Regions from separate parts of the Mus musculus genome. Here all the other regions are linked to region 1. Evidence: chromatin contacts called from public Hi-C, HiCAR-type and promoter capture Hi-C data. All regions are on one chromosome and are shown on one strand. The core of a region is the stretch at or near the end of the contact, and the rest is flanking DNA. Distances in the headings are between cores, read along the strand shown.

What was found. Promoter capture Hi-C pulls out the DNA fragments that hold promoters and counts their contacts. Hi-C and Micro-C count contacts between places; a contact is called where the count stands out from the background. HiCAR-type assays count read pairs that join an accessible place to other places.
Region 2: a contact with region 1 is called in a promoter capture Hi-C map of liver, with 5 times the contacts expected there. The contact joins the promoter of Cth here to the promoter of Fpgt in region 1. A contact is called at or near these places in 6 of 39 promoter capture datasets (the C10 cell line, cranial neural crest, hippocampal neurons and 2 more), 2 of 115 datasets of contacts at active chromatin or transcription factors (astrocytes and regulatory T cell precursor) and 1 of 9 other capture datasets (liver).
Region 3: a contact with region 1 is called in a Hi-C map of B cells, with 8 read pairs. The contact joins the promoter of Zzz3 here to the promoter of Fpgt in region 1. A contact is called at or near these places in 2 of 39 promoter capture datasets (liver and pre-B cells), 1 of 484 Hi-C or Micro-C datasets (B cells) and 1 of 115 datasets of contacts at active chromatin or transcription factors (thymic regulatory T cells).
Region 4: a contact with region 1 is called in a HiCAR-type map of astrocytes, with 6 times the contacts expected there. The contact joins the promoter of Ptger3 here to the promoter of Fpgt in region 1. A contact is called at or near these places in 3 of 39 promoter capture datasets (embryonic stem cells, hematopoietic stem and progenitor cells and hippocampal neurons), 1 of 484 Hi-C or Micro-C datasets (LSK cells) and 2 of 115 datasets of contacts at active chromatin or transcription factors (astrocytes and thymic regulatory T cells).
Region 5: a promoter capture Hi-C map of pre-B cells shows a contact between it and region 1, with 9 times the contacts expected there. The contact joins the promoter of Pigk here to the promoter of Fpgt in region 1. A contact is called at or near these places in 4 of 39 promoter capture datasets (the C10 cell line, liver and pre-B cells), 1 of 484 Hi-C or Micro-C datasets (CD4 T cells) and 2 of 9 other capture datasets (adipose tissue and liver).

Annotation. Positions count from the first base shown.
Region 1 is chr3:155,091,457-155,095,513 of GRCm38.p6, forward strand. Fpgt (fucose-1-phosphate guanylyltransferase) reads right to left here and starts at 1,922. Exons shown (of 4, transcript NM_029330.2): 1 at 1,843-1,922; 2 at 1-102. The coding sequence starts at 1,900. It overlaps Lrriq3 (leucine-rich repeats and IQ motif containing 3), which reads left to right and starts at 1,978. Exons shown (of 8, transcript NM_028938.2): 1 at 1,978-2,214.
Region 2 is chr3:157,922,690-157,926,746 of GRCm38.p6, forward strand. Cth (cystathionase (cystathionine gamma-lyase)) reads right to left here and starts at 2,374. Exons shown (of 12, transcript NM_145953.2): 1 at 2,177-2,374. The coding sequence starts at 2,341. 1810013D15Rik (a long non-coding RNA gene) reads left to right here and starts at 2,519. Exons shown (of 6, transcript XR_867796.2): 1 at 2,519-2,657; 2 at 3,414-3,557.
Region 3 is chr3:152,393,875-152,397,931 of GRCm38.p6, forward strand. It overlaps Zzz3 (zinc finger, ZZ domain containing 3), which reads left to right and starts at 2,129. Exons shown (of 14, transcript NM_001080755.2): 1 at 2,129-2,264.
Region 4 is chr3:157,565,100-157,569,156 of GRCm38.p6, forward strand. Ptger3 (prostaglandin E receptor 3 (subtype EP3)) reads left to right here and starts at 1,777. Exons shown (of 4, transcript NM_001359745.2): 1 at 1,777-2,746. The coding sequence starts at 1,919.
Region 5 is chr3:152,712,167-152,716,223 of GRCm38.p6, forward strand. It overlaps Pigk (phosphatidylinositol glycan anchor biosynthesis, class K), which reads left to right and starts at 1,934. Exons shown (of 11, transcript NM_025662.5): 1 at 1,934-2,061. The coding sequence starts at 1,969.

The sequences.
Region 1 (4,057 bases), core at 672-3,171:
TCAGCTTCTCGGACAACTGTTGCTTGTAAGCGAGCTCCTGCTTTTCATCAGCTGCTGTTATTGCAACCACATCCCAGAATTCTCCAGCTGCCACGGGTTTGCCTATTGGAAAAATAGCAAGGAACCTTCTTTTAATGCTATCAGTCATCTCACTTACAAGTTTGCCTATTTCAAAACAGGGGCTAACAAAGGATAATCATTACCATCTTCCATACTAAGAAGGGGATACAACCAGCCAATCAACCAACCAACCAACCAACAAACCAATCAACAAAACAAACAAGCAAACATTACCCTCTAAAAGCAAGTTTTGCGAACCAGGGCCCTTAATGTTGCTGGCTGAGAAATTTCAACTCAAGGATCCACTCCTTCCAGGTTTTTGTTTAGGAATGTGGTCTTTTGTTATTGTTGCTTATCATTTTTTTCTTTCCTTTTCTTTTGTGGTACTGGGAAATAACCACAGAGTCCTATGCTTGCCAGCTCTATCACTGAGCTATGTTCATAATCCTTCATTTATCTATTTAATTAATTTAGTATCTTACGTTTGACAGGGTTGAGACAGGCTAGTTCAAAGGTAGTAAGCTATTGCAAGTGATTGTTCACATTCAGTTACAGATTGAAGTTCTATTCTATACTTCCCCCCTTCTCACTAATGCACTTGACTAGAGATAGAGGAAGGCAAAGCCTACCTAACCCAGAACTCCTCTAATGTGCTTGAAATTGGTCCTGCGAGTTCACTTCAGGGTCTCTCTATCTTGGCAATGGGAGACCCAGAAGGCTGGACTTCTGCAGAATAAATACTCTTTGTGTTTACATACTGTTGGAATCTGGGGCATCATTCTTTGGTGACTCATTCTTCAGTGAATCATGGACTCTTCCACTACTTGACAGATTGGCTCTGAACTCATATTTATTTTCTATCTATCTACCACACGACCGATCGATCTACCTATTATCTATCTGTCTATCAATTATCATCGTCTATTTGTCTGTGCAATCCAGGTAGGTCTTGAACCTCGTTCCTACTGCCTTAGCGTCTCAAGTAGATGACAGTACAGACTTGCGACACCAGTCCTAGCTTCTAATATTTTTATTAACGATGATCAAACTACACTTTATATAAGCAATCAGAATACAACACAAACCCCAGGACTAAACTTCTCAATGAACTCATTAAATGACAAATTGCACTTTCAAGAATCAGTGGAACCCTCTAATCAGCAAAAATATTAATAAGGTTTTTAACAAGTTGAGAGAGAATGAGAGGGAGGGGAAAGATAAAGAGGGAGGGAGGGACTGAGATAAGAAGGAGGAATAGGTAGGAAAGGAGGGGGAAGGGGAGGGAGAAGGAGAGGAGAGAGACAGACATGTTAGCTTGGATTTAATAGTTCCAATCATTCTGGTATCCAAATATAAGACCGTACATTTTAGGCACTCATAAATATCAATTTTACCAGACAGCTGTACCCCAAACTTACATTATCAAATTTAAAGCCATGATTGCCTCCGTATTGGGGTTTACATTGGAATAAAGTGGAGTTAAGCAGCGGGGCTTGGGAAAAGAAAAGAAACAAGGTAACGACTACTGCAGACTCTAAGCAAAAGGTCTTCTACCACTGAGTTAAGCCAGTGTTACTTCCCGTTGGTAATTCTCTTACTGCTCCTTCCTGACATCTAAGTTTAGGCTCGCACAGAGAGGAGGAAAAGGGAAAAAGGGAAAAGTCTGGCTGGCCTGGCCAGGACGGAGCGGACAGGAAGGGGTATCGGACAGGAAGCTGCGCGGGGTCCTTGGGAAGGCGCTCTCCGTGCAGGGGGGCAGAGAACTCAGTTCCGCCTTGGTACCTCTCAGCTCAGAAAATCTGCGCAGTTTCCGCAGGGTGGCTTCGCGGAGAGACGCCATGGCCGACTTCCGGGAGCACACTTAGCACGCACGCGCACTCCAAACCCCGCCCCGCCCCGCCCCGCCCCGCCTCCTCCATGCTCTCCACGTCACCGCGGCCCTGGAAGCGCCCTGAGACTTGAAAAGCTAGGATGGCGTGAGCGTGCGCAAGCGGCGTTTCCTGGGCAACGATCTGTGGGGCAGATGGGCGGGCACCTAGCGGGGTCGGGTTGTGCGGAGCTCTGGGTTCCTGCCTTACCGTGTCTGACAACCCGCGGTGCGACCGAGAAGACCAACCCACCCACCATTAGTGGATCCACCACCCAGATGCTGAGGTGACCTGCCCGCACGGAGCTCCTATTCCTGTCAGAAGCCTCCCAGGGAGGCCAGGCCCCTGAACCAGAGAGAGGCTCGGCTCTGTGGGATGCTTTCTGGTGGGCCAGACTACTCTGCACCCTTCAGTTGTCCAACTTCCCAGGCCCAGTACTGAACTAGCGCCTTTAGCCAGCACTGCACACTCTGTTGTGTTCACTTGCTTCAAGGAGATTCAACCAAAGGTGCCAGATATTGGAAAGAACCAGTCTTACTTAATACACTTTCATAGAGTGGTTATATGTGTTTCTCTTGTAGAGTGCATAAGTTTATATCGAGTACTACAGGTTGATCTCTTTAATCTTTCACATAGTACATAGAGAGGAACGCTATTTGAGGAAGCCATTTCAGTCTGAAACCCAGAAATCTTACCACTACAATTTGACTTGAGAAGCTTCTCTTCTTTAAAATCTAACTCAGAATTCTGCATAGCAGCTCCCTATGAACTTTTAAGTTTCTGAGTAAGCTTAGTTTTTCACTTAAAGCCTTGACCTCAGCATTTAATTCTGTATTTAAAGTGGACACATTTGTGGGGAGGAGATAACTGTTTCACAATACACTCCGGCTGAAGGAAATTAAGAAAATACAGAAAGGCCCGATAGATAATAACAGCAATAGCAGTCAGAGCTTGTAATTTATAGTCTTGAGTGAACTGGAGTCATCCCAGGTTTTTGGTGACCTGCCTTATGTTTAAAGGGCACAGACACACTGAAGTATGTTGGTGGGTATGGCAAGAATATAAGCAGAGCTTTATTTGGAGTCTACTAAAGTAACACAAACAGGAAAGATTTGGTGGAAATTTAAAAGATAATAATGGGAGATGGAGAGAAATTGCTTAGATTATAGAAACACTTAACCAACAACACCTGTCCAATAAATAAGTGTGGATTGTGAGAGAAATTACTAAAAGATGCTGAAAGTGGATGACATGACATTTAAATGAGCTGAGGAAAGGTATGTATGGGGAAGCATAGTGAAGTCATAAGAGAAGACCTGTAATAATATTGGATATGTAGAATAAACTAGTGCAAATATAGTAGAAATTGTTGTGTGTCTGTGCATCATGTATGTGGTTCTGGAGATCAAGACAGGGCTGGCTAGACAATTTTGTGAGTTGTCAGAATGGAGAGGGAATTTATTTTCAACTACAGGAGGAGGTTGAGGTCCAAAGGGAATAATACAGGTCAAAAAGGCCTACATATTTGAGTACCTACCAAACATTCTTATAAGTGGAAAACAAATTAACCAAATTTAAATTTCTCATATAGTACTTCACACCCACCTTTCCATTCCATGCTGAAATGTGCTGTCTTGAGCTAGTGCAGGCCTTGGGTGCTGTTACAGCTGCTGTGAGTTCATGAGTGCAGCTGCCTGCTATGTCCAGAAAACAGTGTCCACCTCCTCCGGCACTTACCCTCTTTCTCCCTCCCTTTGACAGTGATCCCTACACTGTGTGTGTGTGTGTGTGTGTGTGTGTGTGTGTGTGTGTGTGTACCTTTCAGAAATTGAGCACTGCTTAGTTGTACTCTCTACACATTGACCAGTTATTAGTCTCTGTGTTAGTTGCCATATATTGCAAAAAGAAGAAAGAAAGAAAGAAAGAAAGAAAGAAACCTTTCTGATGAGGGTTGAGAGATGCACTAAACTATGGGTGTAGCTATAGATAATTGGGAGTTAGTTTAATATGCTATGTCTGTTCGGTAGATTAATAGTAGTAGTAGGTTCTCCAGTAGAACTTCATGACCTACCTGTCTGGCCACACATTTGTGATTCTAATAGCGGTGTTAGATATGGGCTCTATTTATG
Region 2 (4,057 bases), core at 1,124-3,623, 2.8 Mb after region 1:
TTAACATTAAAATCATACCTGACTGCTCAATTTCTATACACTTTTTTCCACACAGGCAGCAAGCCTATCTAGGAGGGGCACACTTGGAGGAGGTGATGAGCGTATTTTGAATGCACATCATCAGGAGTATCCTAGCCTGATATAGAGACACTTTTGGGACTCCACCTCACATACAAAAAAGGGTTGTTTGTAAGAACTTTACCTGGCTTAGAACACAGAAAGGCAGTATTCAGAGCAGTCAAGACCTGGGAATGTGCAACAACTGCTTTGATAACAGCTGTCCTCTGAACCTGGGGCATTTTTAATATACCAAGACCCATTTAGTAAGCCACCAGAAAGGAAGATGCCATGAGATTCACAAGGCTGCATCTTACAGGCTTTACCAGTCACTTGGTCATTTGTGTTTGTTGAGTCTGGGTCAGTTTCCGTTTTTATAAAAGGATTTAACCCCTGCCCTATGACTTAGCTGCTGTGGTCAAATGGAAATAACAAGGCAGGAAGACTGCAAACACCAAAGTACTCCTAAGTGTGTACTACAAAATTTAGAAATGTTACAACAGTAACAGCTTGTGTAGTGTGTTCTATCATTATCCCAGTTTACACAAGGTCATCTCAAGTCTTGGATGGGTTAAATAGCTTCCTCCAGGTTACTCAGTCAGAGAAGCTGATGTAAGAATTAAAACCCATGTGCTCTTAATCACAAAGCCACACTACTTAGATCAATGGTTGCCAATCTTCCTGATGCTGTGACCCTTTAATACAGTTCCTCATGGTGTAGTGACCCCCAACTAATTATTTTTGTTGTTACTTCGAAACTGTAATTTTGCTACTATTAGGAATCGTGATGTAAATACCTGATACATGTAACCCCTGAAAAGGGTTGTTCCACTCCCAAAGGGGTCACAGCCCAGAGGTTGAGAACTGCTGGCTTAGATGATGAAATGGCTTGAACTATTACATAGCTCAGTTACAGTGCAGCACCATGGAGTCAGTTGCAGAAGGGAGGGGTTCAAGATAAATTAAATCTTATAACCCTATTATCTCAGCTATCTCAGTTTGAACACTTGAGACCTTAGTTCAGGCTAGGATCCTTCTTGTTAACCTTCAGTGAGACTCTACATGTAACACACATAGATTTTAAGTACGCACTTGGTACATAAATACACATTAGCTATTAACTGAACATACCGACTGAAACTAATCTTAATTCTAGGATTTTCATTGTTTAGTGTGTGAGAGAGAGGAGAAAGAGAAAGAGACTGAGGGGGGAGGGAGGAAGAGAAGGACAGGGAGAGAGGGACGGAGTGGGTGAAAGAGACTGGGGACAGAGAGAAGAGAGGGAGGGGGGAGAGAAGGAGAGAGAGGGAGAGTGCAAGCCTTTGGGTGCATCAAAGAACAACTAAGGTGGTGGTTCATGCCTTTAATCCCAGCACTTGGGAGGCAGAGGCAGGCGGATTTCTGAGTTCGAGGCCAGCCTGGTCTACAAAGTGAGTTCCAGGACAGCCAGGGCTACACTGAGAAACCCTGTCTCAAAAACAAACAAACAAACAACAAAAAAAAAACAACTACAGGAGTTGGTTCTCTCCTTCCATCCTATAGATTATGGGATTGAATTATAGTAGTCAGGTCTGGTGACAAGCACCTTTATATACCTGCTGTAATAAACACCATGCCCAAACCAACTTGGGGAGGAAAGAGTTTTTTATTTTACTTCCATTTAACAGTTCACCATGGAAAGCAGTTAGGACAGGAACCTGGAGGCAAGAACTAATGCAGAGGCCACGGAGAGGTGGCTTCTTACTGGCTCGTTCACCCAACTTCTTATAGAACGCAGGGCCACTAGCCTGGGGGGGGGGGGCACCCACCATGGACTTATCCTCCCCCATCAATCTCTAATTAAGAAAATGCCTGCTTGCAGCCTGATCTACTGGAGGCATTGTCTCAATCGAGGTCCCCTCCTCTCTCGCTTGAGTCAAGTTGATATAAAACTAGTCAGCACGACTGCTGAGCCATTTCACCAGCCCAAGAGCCTTCATTTTTCAAAGTAGGACTGGCTGCAGGTAGCTTCGATGCTACAGAATTCAACAACTTACAGTTCTGGTTTTTAACTGAAAATCGCAGAGAGCGCATGTCCCGAGCGCTCCCACAGTCAGCCCAGCCCTGCCCGGCTGCTTACCGAGGACTGGCCCGGGAAGTCCTGCTTAAATGTGGTGGCCAACGAAATGGGCAGCACCACGGCACGAGAATTCCATTGCTCAGGCTCTTGTCCCACGTGGATGGCCTGAGTGGCGAAATGCTGGAAACTAGGCAGGAAGCCGCTCAAAGAGGCGTCCTTCTGCATGCTGGGGCAGGAGTGCGAGGTGTTGCTTTGGCTAAAACCTTCTGGACTTTGGCGCTTATATCCAGGGTGGGGAGGGGCCGACGCAACCAATCATCGCTGGTCCCTAGGCAGCGGCCCTGCTTATTGGTCGGCAGTGGAGGTGTTGCCCCGATCGTTCCTGCCCCGCCTCCCAGTGGCACAGAGCAGTGCCCACGTGGGACACCTCAGCACTGAGGTGCAGCACTCAGCCCAGAGATCCCCTTTGTCTGCAGGATAGGGACGCAACCTCCAGCAGCCTCGCGTGGCCCCAGAGTTCCGGCAAGGGTCACGCAGGCAGGTGCTTCCCTCGGATCTGAGGACCGCCACAGCTGTGCCACCAGCGCCCGCGTCTCTACTCTGGCCAAGATCAGGCCTTAAGGCCCAAGCTTTGCTCCCAAAAAGACGTAGCTTTGACCTAATTTTACACCTTGTCCGAGAACTGGGGAATTTAAGGAGTTTCTGTACCTGGGAAGTCGAACCTAAAACTTTGTTTTTTTTTTTGTTTTTTTTTTTTAAGATTTATTTATATTTACTTATTATTATATGTAAGTACACTGTAGCTGTCTTCAGACACACCAGAAGAGGGAGTCAGATCTCGTTACGGATGGTTGTGAGCCACCATGTGGTTGCCGGGATTTGAACTCAGGACCTTCAGAAGAGCAGTCGGGTGCTCTTACCTGTTGAGCCATCTCACCAGCCCGAACCTAAAACTTTGAAACACTGTTGAACGAATTTGGAAGGTGTTAAGGAATAAACAACTGATTTTAAAAGCTACGGTTTGGAAAAGCTACGAAGAGCAAACACAATCAGTATGCTTTTCAAATTAGCTCCAGACACAATCACCTTCCAGAACCAAGTGTACACTGCCAGAGGCACAGGGGAAGCGGGTAGCCTCTGAAACACTAACGGGTTACCATGCTTGCTTGATTAGTATTTCTCCTTTTAAAGTATGTTCTCAGCCTGAGTATATTTTAACGATGTGTTTGTGTGTGTGTGTGTGTGTGTGTGTGTGTGTGTGTGTGTATTGCACCACATGCATACTTGATGTCTACAGAGGTCAGAAAGGCTGTTGGATTCCCCTGGAACTGCATTTGGAAACAGATGTGATCTGCGTGTGGGAGAGAAAGCCAAGCCCTGGTGCTCTGGAACCAATGCTCCTGCGGGCAATGCTCTTGCTCCCTGAGCCATCTCTAAAGACGTAAGTACATTTTGATGAGATCACAGAAAACACCGAGGAGTAGAAGGGCCTGAAACAGTTCTGAGTCCAGTTCTAAGTACAGTTGGTAAGCCCTGGGTTATACAAACATGGATGTTTTCTATTTGTTTGTATACTTGTCTGTTTATCGTATTTGAGAGTGCAGAGGAATGTGTGGCACACCCATAGAGGTCAGAGGACAGTCTTCCACCTCCCTGTTGACGCAGGGTCTTTGCACTGCTTACCCCAGGCTAGACCACCCAGGAGCTTCAGTGGATTCTCTGTCTTCTACAGTAGGAGAGCTGCTATTACAGATACACAGCAGCACAAAGGTAGATGCTGGAGATAGAACACAGGGTGTCAGGCTGTGCGGCAAGCATTTACCCACTGAGCCATCTTCCCACTGGACATTTTATTTAGTGTAACTGTCACAAAGAGGTCTTTGAAAAGTGGCCCTTATACAGACTTTCTAAATGAGAGGCTTCTGATAAAGTTAGAGGAAG
Region 3 (4,057 bases), core at 879-3,378, 2.7 Mb before region 1:
GTTACAGGTCTAAAAGCAATGGAGTCAGTTGACCATGGGCTAAAACTTGAGCAAAATAAATCTGTCCCTTGCTTTTCTTATTTTGTTATAAGGATCAAAGCTAACAACCACAATGCTTTTTATCACTGAGATATATATACTTCAACGCTAACATTCCTTCTAAGAGACTTATTCAAGTGTTTTTCAACCTGTGAGTAGGAGTGCTTATAGCTCAGTGGAGTGTTCTCTCTTAACTCTTTCTCTTCAAAACTTCATGTGACTCAGGCTGGCCTCAAACTTGCTTCGTAGCCTATAATTCCAGTACTGTGAGGCAGAGGCAGGAAATGAAGAGTTCTAGGATGTATACACACACACACACACACACACACACACACACACGGATGGAGGGAAGGGCAGGGAGAGTATTGTAGATCAGCCTTGACTATAGAAGCTTGCCTCAGCGAAAACAAGCTTCAAATCGCAATGCCTGTTTTGCCAACAAATGTTAGCAAGGCCATGGGTTGGGTTTCTCTCTTATGTTTACATATTAGTGCCGGGTGGTGGTGGTGCACGCCTTTACTCCCAGCACTCGGGAGGCAGAGGCAGGCAGATTTTTGATTTTGAGGCCAGCCTGGTCTACAAAGTGAGTTCCAGGCCAGCATGGGCTACACAGAGAAACCCTCTCTCGAAAAACCAACAAAACAAAACGTTTGCGTATTAGTGCGGTGGTACCATTCCCACGGAAGAGAAAGGGAAAGTAAACCTGTGGGGACCTTTATCGTTACAACCATCGTTCTCTTGGAAACGGATGACAGTCCAATAATGGCGCGCGCGTGCGTGCGTGCGTGCGTGCGTGCGTGCGTGTGTGTGTGTGTGTGTGTGTGTGTGTGTGGCTAGACAATGCTCCCAGCAGCAGATAAATTCTGACCATCCCAATAGTAGCTAGCCTATGCAGGTAGCATATTGCCTGGCTGGGAAATCGTGTTATTTTTATATCTCTGCCTATTGCAAGTCCAACACAGTTCAATAAAAACCATGGGAGGGTGTGCTGTGGTGAGGCCTTATAGACCCCACTACTAGGAAAATTAAGGCAATGGAGAGCAGTGTCTCTAAGACACAAGATGGCAGGTGTGATAGTCAGTATAACTATAATTGGTATTCTTTATTTTGGAGCAGATATTACTCTGAGTTGAATTGGAGACAACCAAATACAAGTCCACTTCTATGATCTAATAACTTACGAGCAATTGAAAAGAAACCACACTTACCCACTTCCTTGGAAAAACAAAACTGCTCCAGCTAAGGAAAACAAAGAAAGGCACTGAAGCCATACTGCACAGTTGCGAAGAGCCCCAGTTAATGGATTCTACCAGTGGACTTGGTATTTTTTGGAACACAATCTAATAGCCAAAGGGTTGCATGAGCGTCCCCACAGCTCAGAAGTGGTGGCCTATGGTGCTATCAACCCAGAGGAAATACTTATCCCTGTAACTGAAGGCGGGCATTACTTTGCTGCACTGCTAATACTGTATATTTGAAAGGGCGGTGTTATGGATTGAACTCAGAGCTTCACGTAGTTCCGGTAAGCACACGCTGAGCTACATAAATAACCAGTTTTCACTATGGGTTGAGCCATACTTGGTGCTGGACACAACTGTGGGCAAAAGCTAAGAGAAAAGACGCCCTGCCTTTAAAGAGACTTCATTCTTGGCGGGTAGTGCTGTTTAAAGGTACGGAAAATAAAAGCGGTGGAGAAGGTGTACTCTGGTGGGACTGCCGACGAGTCGCGGTGGAGCTGGGGAAGAGTCCTGCCCTAGGGAGGGAGGTGAGCAAAGGCTGGAGAGGTGGGCGCCTGCGTACTGAGCGGGCGGCGGCTGGCGCGGCAGTCCGGGGCGTCGTGCGGAAAGCGCCGCGGGGCCAGGCAAGGTCGGGACGCGGGCGGGGAGCCTCTCCGGGAAGGTAGAGCGGATCACAGCACGCAGCGGGCTGGGCCGGTGAATCCTCCCGCCCGCCGGCCGGCCGGGTCGGGATCGCTGCAGCGGCCGCGGCCACCAGTAGGTGGCGCGCCGAGCGCCCGGCTCCCAGCGTCTCAGAGCCGAGGAAGGAGGGGACCGGAAGGAGCCGCCGCTGCTGCGGGAAGTGGAGGAGCGGGAGGCGGGGACCCACCTGGAAGCGCCGCGGCGCCGCTGTGGCGCTTCCTGCGGCGGAGGGCGCTGGAGCCAGTGCGGCGGCCGACGGCGGCCACGCGGGCGGCGCCTCCCGGAGCGGCCCGCCCCACGCGAGAGGTAAGCGGGATCCCCGGGGCGCGTGGCGGGGCCGGCGCAGGGGCGGGAGCGGAGCGCGGAGGGAAAGGCGCGCGCGGGGCCGGAGCCCTTCAGAGCGAGCGAGCGCCGGGAGGGGGTGGCCGAGGCGGCGGCGGCGGCGGCGCCCCCACGTGGGCCGGGCGCGCGCGTTCGCGGCTGAGGGGGCGGGGAGGCCTGCGGAGGCGCCGGGCGCGCGCGCGGGGCTCACGTGACGGCCACGTGACCGGAGGCCAGGCCGGCTGAGGGCTAGCGCGGTCCTCCGTGGCGTCCGGAGGGCGGCAGAGGGCTGAGTTTGGCGTCCCGCCTTTCCTTCTCCCCTCAGACGACTCAGAGGAGGAATCCAGGGCGGGGAAGGCTTGCCTCTCCTCCCGTTTGCCCGCGGCCTCCCAGTGCGAGGACGAACCACACGTTCAAAGTCCCGAAGTAGTGATTAGCTTCCCCCACGCCGCCATGTTGGCTCCAGCGCACGCCCGCCCGCGAGATGCCAGCGGGTCGGTATCGCGAGATCTCCGGACTCTCGCGGGACCTGGTTGGCAGAGCGGTTGCGCTGGATGGCGGAGCCCCGGGTTCTCGGGGCCCTGGGACCAGTAACTCTTTTCCTGCAGGCAAGTTGTCGGGGAGGGGCCGGGGCGCGCGCCCGGGCGCCGGGAGCCTTCGTGCGCGCGCCTCGCCGTCGCCTGCGGCGGTGCAGAGCGGCTGTCGCGCGCCGCGCTCCTCCCGCCCCCGGGCGCCCGCCACCTGCGGAGACCTCCCCGCCGGCCGCTGCCCGGCGCTCGCTCGCCGGCCCGGAGGCCGCTGCCAGCCCGCCCCGCCCGCCGCCGCCCCCTCTGCCCAGTTACCCTCTCTGCAGACAGCTCCACTTTCCTGTCGCCTGTGGCTGCAGAATCTTCCCCCAGTCTCCCAACAGAACGCATAGCATCTCTCGTGTCCGGGCGTCATTTAGCCACCCACTTGTCTATTGGGAAGTTCTCCTCGTCACCCTGGCTGCTGACAGTAACTTTTGGCAGTGTTTGGGAGGCCCCCTCACCCCTGACAGTACCCGAGGTCAGAATACAATCCTTGTTCTGTACATGCTGATAAACTCACGTCGGTAGGGATTGGGGCTACCATTTTTGGTATTCTGGGGTGCCGGTTTTGTTTTGCAGAAAATAGTAGTGGGTTTGTTTTAACGAAAAATCCCGCTACTTCTTAAATTTGAGGTCGGTCATAAGTGTCTTCATGAGTCAATCACTTTTTTCTACTTAGAACAGCCACTCACAAGTCAGTTTACCATATTTGTTTTCATTTCTTTGTATTCAAAAGTATGGAAGCTACACAATCGGGAAACTAGATAGATAATTCATTCATAGTTATCCTGTCCGCCCCACCCCTCGCTCTGAGACAGGCATACTATCTGTATCCCCGGATACTCTAAAACTGACTAGGTGGGCCCGGATTCATGGCATTTGTTATCACAGCCAGCACATACCATTTTAAATTTTTTATCATTTACTTATTATGTGCCTGTGTATCTTGGATATTGTATGTGCTCAGCTCTCTGGAAGCCAGAAGAGGGTGTCTGATCCCCAGGATCAGTATTACAGGACTTTCTAAACTGTTCAGAGTAAGGGGTCTGAACTTTGGACCGCAAGACAGAGCAGCAAGCACTCTTAACCACTGTCTGTCTCTTTGAAACTACAAAAGTGTACTTACTACCTACAGAAAGGGAGAGTAAAATGCTCTTTATTCTGTTTTACAAACTTCTCAGTTTTCTACCCTGAACCTGATCATTTTGT
Region 4 (4,057 bases), core at 527-3,026, 2.5 Mb after region 1:
CATACAGCAGAGGACTGATGGGTCTGGGTTCAGTCAGAGAAGATGCACCTAACCCTCAAGAGACTTCAGGTTTCAAGGAGTGGGGAAGGTCTTGAGGGGTGGGGGGTGGGGAACATCCTCTTGGAGCCGGGGTTTTGGGGGGAGGAGGAGGTATGGGATGTGGAACAGTTAGAAGGCAGACCAGGAGGGGGATTAAAGAATTAAAAAAAAAAATGTTTTAAAGAAATTCTCTTTAATACAAGATAGTGCATGTTAGCAGTTTAGCCACTAGAGGGGAGTGTCGTTTCAAATGAACTAAGTCAACTCTTGGCAGCTAGCAAAAGAACCAACAGGAAAACAACCAGGAGAATCTAAAAGTTACTTATTTGCAGGGTGAACAGCTAAAATGTAGGTAACTCTGGCTGGGAAAAAAAAAATGCTTCAAGAAGAGAAGGGTTTCTGAAACTTTGTTAAGAGCTGTCAACAAAGGAATACACATGGCTCCAGCTGCATATGTAGCAGAGGATGGTCTTGTCATGGTATCAAGTGGAAGGAGAGGTCCTTGGTCCTATGAAGGTTGGATAGATGCCCCAGTGTAGGGGAATCAAAGGTGGGGAGGTGGGAGTGGGTGGGTGGGTGGAGGAACACCCTCTTAGAAGCAGGGGGAGAGATGTGATAGGGTGTTACAGGGAGGGGCGGGAAAGGGGATAACATGAAATGTAAATGAAAATATCCAATAAGAGAGAGAGAGAGGGAGAGAGAGAGAGAGGGAGAGAGAGAGAGAGATTGATTAACTATCTTTGCCAATACATGTTCTTATGGTCGACCTTCTCAGTAAGCATTAGGCAGGGGGAAGTGACCTAATGAATAGAATGCTAACCACTCAAAGGAAGACCTGAATTGGGATTCCCAACACCTGAGTAAAAGTAGCCTGGCTGTTGGGCTTGGGTGTGTGAGGCCATACCAGGCCGGGAGTCACAGTGGAAGACACTCCATGTTGAAGTCTGACCTCAATGTAAATACGAAAGGACTCTCTCTCTCTCTCTCTCTCTCTCTCTCTCTCTCTCTCTCTCTCTCTCTCTCTCTCTCTCTCTCACACACACACACACACACACACAGCGGGGTGGGAAATAGGGGGATGATAATGTAAACAAGTTAGTTATTAATAAATATAAAATTTTTGATCTAACTAAAGGGTGGCATATTTTCTTTGATGTATGAATTCCAGAATACTCTTAAAATTTAAATGTATCATTATACTGAAATGTCACTCAGTGAAAATGTGAATTTGCTATGTACTTTCACCTGTGTGCTTACTTGGTTTTGGATTTTTAAACTGACATTATCCTAGAAAAGTATTTTACCAATATGAGTTTGGAATTAGTCCAAAGTAAAATAAGGCAATAGTTTCAGGAAGACTTAAAACACAAACTCATCCCTATTCTTTCCCAGATGTGAGTATCATATGTATATACATATGATATTGATACATATACATATATATATTTATATATATATATTAAATAAAACAAATTCAATGACAGTCAAACATGAGGAGAAATCAGCATTGCGATTCACGCAGCTACTAACATGTCAGATTTCGTCTTTTCTCCAGTGTCACGTAACCCAAAGGCTGATGAGCACTTTACAGAGTCCCAGAGCTGGAGAGGCAGACCTAGGGGGCGCGGCGCCAGGTGATCCCAGCCCACACCGCCCTTCGCCTGCCTACTCGCAGCACCGCCCCTCGAGCTCCAAGGCGCGGGAGGAGCCTCGCGCGGCGTCGGGCGGCGCCTGTCCAGTCCCCGCAGCCTAGCGCGGGAGGCGGCGGGCGATGGAGAGCAGAGCCTGGGCTCCGGCTGTCCCCCAGTGCACTCTGCTGCTATCCCGCAGCTGAGCCGGGAGGCTCCGGCCCCGTGCGCCCTACCGTGGCCCCGCCACTATGGCTAGCATGTGGGCGCCGGAGCACTCTGCTGAAGCGCACAGCAACCTGTCAAGTACTACCGACGACTGCGGCTCCGTGTCCGTGGCCTTTCCCATCACCATGATGGTCACTGGCTTCGTGGGCAACGCGCTGGCCATGCTGCTCGTGTCGCGCAGCTACCGGCGCCGCGAGAGCAAGCGCAAGAAGTCTTTCCTGCTGTGCATTGGCTGGCTGGCGCTCACCGACTTAGTGGGGCAGCTCCTGACCAGCCCGGTGGTCATCCTCGTGTACCTGTCACAGCGACGCTGGGAGCAGCTCGACCCATCGGGGCGTCTGTGCACCTTCTTCGGGCTAACCATGACAGTGTTCGGGCTATCCTCGCTCCTGGTGGCCAGCGCCATGGCCGTGGAGCGCGCCCTGGCCATCCGTGCGCCGCACTGGTATGCCAGCCACATGAAGACTCGCGCCACGCGCGCGGTACTGCTGGGCGTGTGGCTGTCTGTGCTCGCCTTCGCGCTGCTGCCGGTGCTGGGCGTGGGCCGCTACAGCGTGCAGTGGCCGGGCACGTGGTGCTTCATCAGCACCGGGCCGGCGGGCAACGAGACAGACCCTGCGCGCGAGCCGGGCAGCGTGGCCTTTGCCTCCGCCTTCGCCTGCTTGGGCTTGCTGGCTCTGGTGGTGACCTTTGCCTGCAACCTGGCGACCATCAAAGCCCTGGTGTCCCGCTGTCGGGCCAAAGCCGCCGTCTCGCAGTCCAGCGCCCAGTGGGGCAGAATCACCACGGAGACGGCCATCCAGCTCATGGGGATCATGTGTGTGCTGTCCGTCTGTTGGTCGCCGCTATTGGTAAGTAGTTGGTAGAGTGGGGGCGTTTGTAGGGAGCCGTAAATGTAGGGAAACTTTCTGAAAGTGACTAGCACCCAGAATTCCTGCCGCTCATGCGGCCCCGGGTTGCAGCCTCCAGCCAAGAGCCTAAGCCGCTTGCGGAGCTTACAAGAGCTAGTCAAGTCGGTCCAGACTTGCCAGGCGCTTGTGAAGATGCAAACAGCCTAGGCACAGAGGTGGGTAGACGCTGCTCAAGCCAGTGCAGACTGATGTTTGCCCCTTGCGTTATAAGAGGAGGTATGATGACAACTCTAGCTCAACCTGCTAATCCCGCTGCGATGTTTGGGCACCTGGGAGCCAGGCAGGTCCTATGGCTTCAGCCGCACAGCAACTAACCTTCTTGGCAAACTGTCTTTCTGTTGCCAGCACTAAAGGTTCTCAGGTAGCTACTGTCTGCAGGGAGGGTCAGGAAGGCACAGATGCCGCAGCCCCCTAAGAAGCCGGGTACTGTGTACACCAAAGTGGAGGACTCTCCAGTAGCACACACACACACACACGCACTACCCCCCCCAACACACACACACTTGTGCCCCCCCCCCCCATCCTTATAGAGGAGTGAATCGCAGATCTCCGCAATTCCAGAGACAGGAGGTAAGGGTTTCTCGGTCCTTGGCATCGTATCCATCACAGAACTACCCAGAGGAAGCCATGCTTCCGCATGCTCCCTATCCCCAACTCTCACATGGTGTTTTTGAGGGTTTTTTTTTTTTTCCTGTGGCACTTGTAGCTAGAAACTTCTGTGGATAAGTGTGGTTTGCTAATTGGCAAAGAATGGATGCTTACTTTGGGCTCACACAGCCTGGCTTAATGTGCAGAGGAGCATCCCCATGGTGTGGTACAGTTATTGACCATTACATAGCAGACTCGATTCTCTCTCTCTCTCTCTCTCTCTCTCTCTCTCTCTCTCCCTCTCTCTCTCTCTGTCTGTCTTACATCTCTCTCTCCCATTTACATATACAGTTCAGTGAGGTCAGCGACATGTTGATGTGCCACATAAGGTTAATCTCCTTTCAAATGGTTATATGGTTCTTTTCTTTACCCACCCTCCCTGAGTATGTATGACAAGCCTTAGAGATCCCTGCGGTAACTGGCCTGGAGTTGTACAGACAGGACAGTGCTGCTGGGACCTAACTGCTCACAAGTGACTGAGTAGTCACTGTTCTCCAGGAGCTGGAGCACAGGCTGATGTCATCACCATGTTTATCAGAACCAGCACCAATTTTAGACATTTACTGCTGTGGTTGAGGAATGGGGTGTAGGTGGCCAAGCAGA
Region 5 (4,057 bases), core at 684-3,183, 2.4 Mb before region 1:
TTGGAGGCTGTTCGCCACTGGCCCTCGTGGAAAAAGGGAGCAGAAGTGGGGGACCAGGGTTCAGAAAGCTAAGAATACCAATGCATTGACTTCTGGGATCAACTTCAGTGAGACAGTTCAACTTTATACGGGGCTGTATAGATCTTGGGGAGTGTGTGGGGACTTACAAGGTGGGTAAATGTTATTGGTGGGGGGGTAAGCCTGGGAATGCTTCATTTACATGAATTTCAAGAAGAACCTGCTGAGCAGGTTTCTCCTCAGAGATTTTGGAGGGTTACTGTGGATCCATCTCATATACAGTCACCAAACCCAGACACTACTGTGGATGCCAAGAAGTGCTTGTTGACAGGAGCCTGATATAACTGTCTCCTGAGAGGCACTGCCAGAGCCTGACAAATACAGAGGTGGGTGTTTGCAGCCAACCATTGGACTCATCATGGGGACCCCAATGGAGGAGTTAGAGAAAGGACTGAAGGAGCTGAAGGGGTTTGCAACCTGTAGGAAGAACAACAATATCAACCAACCAGACCCCCCAAAGCTCCCAGGGACTAAACCACCAATCAAAGAGTGCACATGGAGCGACCCATGGCTCCAGCTGCATATGCAGCAGAGGATAATTTTGTTGGGCATCAGTGGGAGACGAGGCCCTTGGTCCTGTGAAGGCTAGATGACTCAGTGTAGGGAAATGCTGTCAGTGTAGGTCAGTCTGTTGTAGTAGAAGCAGTGGGAGGGGTGATGGGATAGAGGGTTTCCAGAGGGGAAACATGGAAAGAGGATAACATTAAAAATGTAAATAAAATATCCAATTAAAAAAAAAGGGCTTTTGTGGGGAGTGAAGAGATAGCTCAGTGGTTAAGAGTACTGGCTGCTCTTGCAAAGGTCCTGGGTTTAGTTTTCAGAACCCACGTGGTGATTTAACAACCATCTCTGGTTCCAGAGGATCTGATGTCCACTTCTGACCTCTGCAGGCAATGCACACACATTGTGCTTAGGCATATATGTAGGAAAAATATCCATACACGTTACATAAAATCCAAAAACTAAAGTTGTTTTGTGTGTGTGTGTGTGTGAAACAAAAAGGACACAAAACACTTTCAAGCAAAACTGGCCATGGTAGCACGTGCTTTTAATGTCAGCACGTGGGAGACAGTGGTAGGCAGGTCTCTCTGTGAGTTCAAGGTAGCTTTAGGTCAGGCAGGGCTTCATAATGAGACCTTGTCTCAAAAAAAATTAAAAGAAATATTCAAAGAATAATTAAAATGGATGAGTAATAGTGTTACAACAAAAATTTTTTTCAAAATTAGAAAACAGAATGACCAGAAATACTGTATATTTTTTCCCTTCTGTATGGTGTCTGTGTGTACGTGTGTGTACGTGTGTGTACGTGTGTGTGTGTGTGTGTGTGTGTGTTTACAGGCCCACTTATGGAAGCCAGAAGCAGGTGTTGGGTGCCACCTCTTTCTGACTTGATCTCTTGAAGCAACATCCTTCACTGAACCCATTTTTTTTCCCCTGTAGGTTGGCAGTCATTAAACCCCAGTGATCATATTTCCATTTTGTCGTCCTTTAAGATTTAGAAATCTTGGACCACATAGCCAACTAACTGATAGCACCACACCAAAGGGAAACATCAAATATTGTGGATCCCCAAATTATCTTTTTAAAATTTCCTCCTTAAATATTGTGTCTATTTTACAAAACAAACCTAGAAACATAGCTGAGTAAGTAATTCTCCAATTAGGTTGCCCCGGCCACTCCAGAACCTGAATGGAGGAAGGTGTATGCGGTGGCAAACAAAACAAAACAACAAAATGAAGCAACAAAACAAAACAAAAACTAAAACAACTCAAGGCCACTACCATGGGAAGAACAAACCAAACCACACCCCCCCGTGCACGGCAGCGGCAGCGCTGCTTTACGGCACTCGCCCCGCCCCTTTGCTCTTCGGGGCGTGAGAAGCCGGCAAACATGGCGGCCCCCTGCTTCCTCACTCTGCGGGTGGCTACCCTGGCCGCCTTGGCGCTCTTGTCTCTCGGCAGCTCTGCCGCTGGACACATCGAGGTAGGCATCGGTGTCTGTTGAGGACCGACCCCAGGGAGGACCGTGTGACTGTGAGCGCCTCAGGTGCAGGACGCACGGCCCCTGAGGGCAGCCGCCTGCAGCGTCTTCCCTCCCCGGGCTGTGTTGTGGGATTCAGGACCGTCCGTCCTGAGGACAGGGACCGGACACAGCCTTTTAGAACGCCCTGTTAAGAGTGCGAAGCCAGCGGTGACGAGGGAGGAGGACCCGGTCCTCTGCTCCTGTGACAGGCAGGGCACGCGTGGGGACTGTCATGGCTTTGGTGTTTTGCTCCTCCGCCCTGACCTCCTCCTCCCTGAGGCTGCAGGACGTCTGGTTTCTTTACGATGCTGTTACCAGCGATTTCCCCAGCGACGCGACTTGGATTTCTAGCATTATTTTTTAGACCTGCTTGCCCGGGCGTCAGCACACACTGTAAAAACACCTCGTCCAAGTTTATCACCGAGGCTGCCCTAGTCTCCTAACTCAGCAGGGGCAGTTCTGGTTTAGTCTGTTCTCTGAGCTGAGGACGGAGTAACTTTTCAAATGCTGACCTGATCATGTCACTCAGGACCCCTTCTTGAAATCTCTTACACCTTCTTTAAATGTCTAGCTTTGTTAAGCTTTCAGTTTCACAAACCACTGGGACCCTTTTGCCATTGGCCCAATTTTTTTTTTTTTGGTCTGGAATTGTCTTTTCATCTTTTGGGTATTCGCCCAAAATGTCACTTCTGTAGGGAAACCTTCCCTTACAAAGTCATGTTCCCCTGTTACAATTACAGACCACATTTGGTGTCTTTATATATTGTGTGGTGAGTTCTTTGCTAACGTGTGTCTATTTAACTGGACAGTAATCTCTGATGAAGGCACGCACTGTGATCTGCTGTCATCCCCGACAGGATAGATGTCTAAGCATACAGTGAATCCGTAATTGTACATTGTAGTGCAGTGCATTTACATGTCCACCTGTATTAAACTCTGATGTGCTTGAGAGAAGATTGCATGCCTTTTGGTGATTTTCCTATCACCGTATTCCGTGGTGCTTGGCACGTAGAAGGTGCTCCGTTAACTAAATGTTGACTGATTAACGTTACATTGCTGCTACAGAGTTCTCAGTAAAGTTTCAATGGAGCAACAAGTTTGAGCCTAGAAAGGACGCTAGAGATTATTTAGGTCAAATCTCATTTTCTTTTGGAGAAATTCAAGCTTAAAGTGCAAACTGACTTGCCCCAGTGTCATGTACCGCTCAATTTTAGCTCAGGCCTTCCCATGCCTAAACCAGGGGTTATCCACAGTAGCACCCTGCTTGCTGCTTTGTTCAGTGTCTGGGCAGCTGTTAGAATGGTTTTGGGGGCTGAGGGTGGTTGTAGCAGTGGGTCTATTCTCACACTTGCCTGGAACTTTTTGTCTCTGAAACTTTCCTGCTAGCCACACAGCTGAAATCTCCATTTGTTAGGCAATCACTTTGTTGCATTCTCTGCTCCTACATTGTGAGTCTGCTACCAGCTCTGTAGATGATGAAGGGTGGGGGGTGGGGGAGTGGGGGTGGGTGGGTGTAGGTAAGCCAAGATGCTCTAAGGTATGCTCAAGTCAGCGAGTGGTAGGTAGATCCAGGTTTGAATTCAGACGTCCCAACTGCTCTAGTAATGTGCCCCAGTTAGAGCTTAGCTCCTGTGGGAAGAGGGATTGTAATGTTCACAATAACCCAGTTAGAGCTTAGATGCTGTGGGAAGAGGGGATTGTAACGTTCACAATAAACTACTGGTGCCCAAGAAGACAAGGAGCACAGTGAGAGCATGAGTCATGGTAGAGAAGATGGTGTGTGTGTGTGTGTGTGTGTGTGTGCGCGCGCGCGTGTGCGCGCGCGCACCGCAGTTTTAAATGATAACCTAATTTTTAAAAGAGATAAATTCCATACAGAAAGACTAAAATGTGACTTCAGTAATTCACTTGCATTTGTTTAATGCTTCCTAGTTTTAAAGCAAGGACACCCATGCAG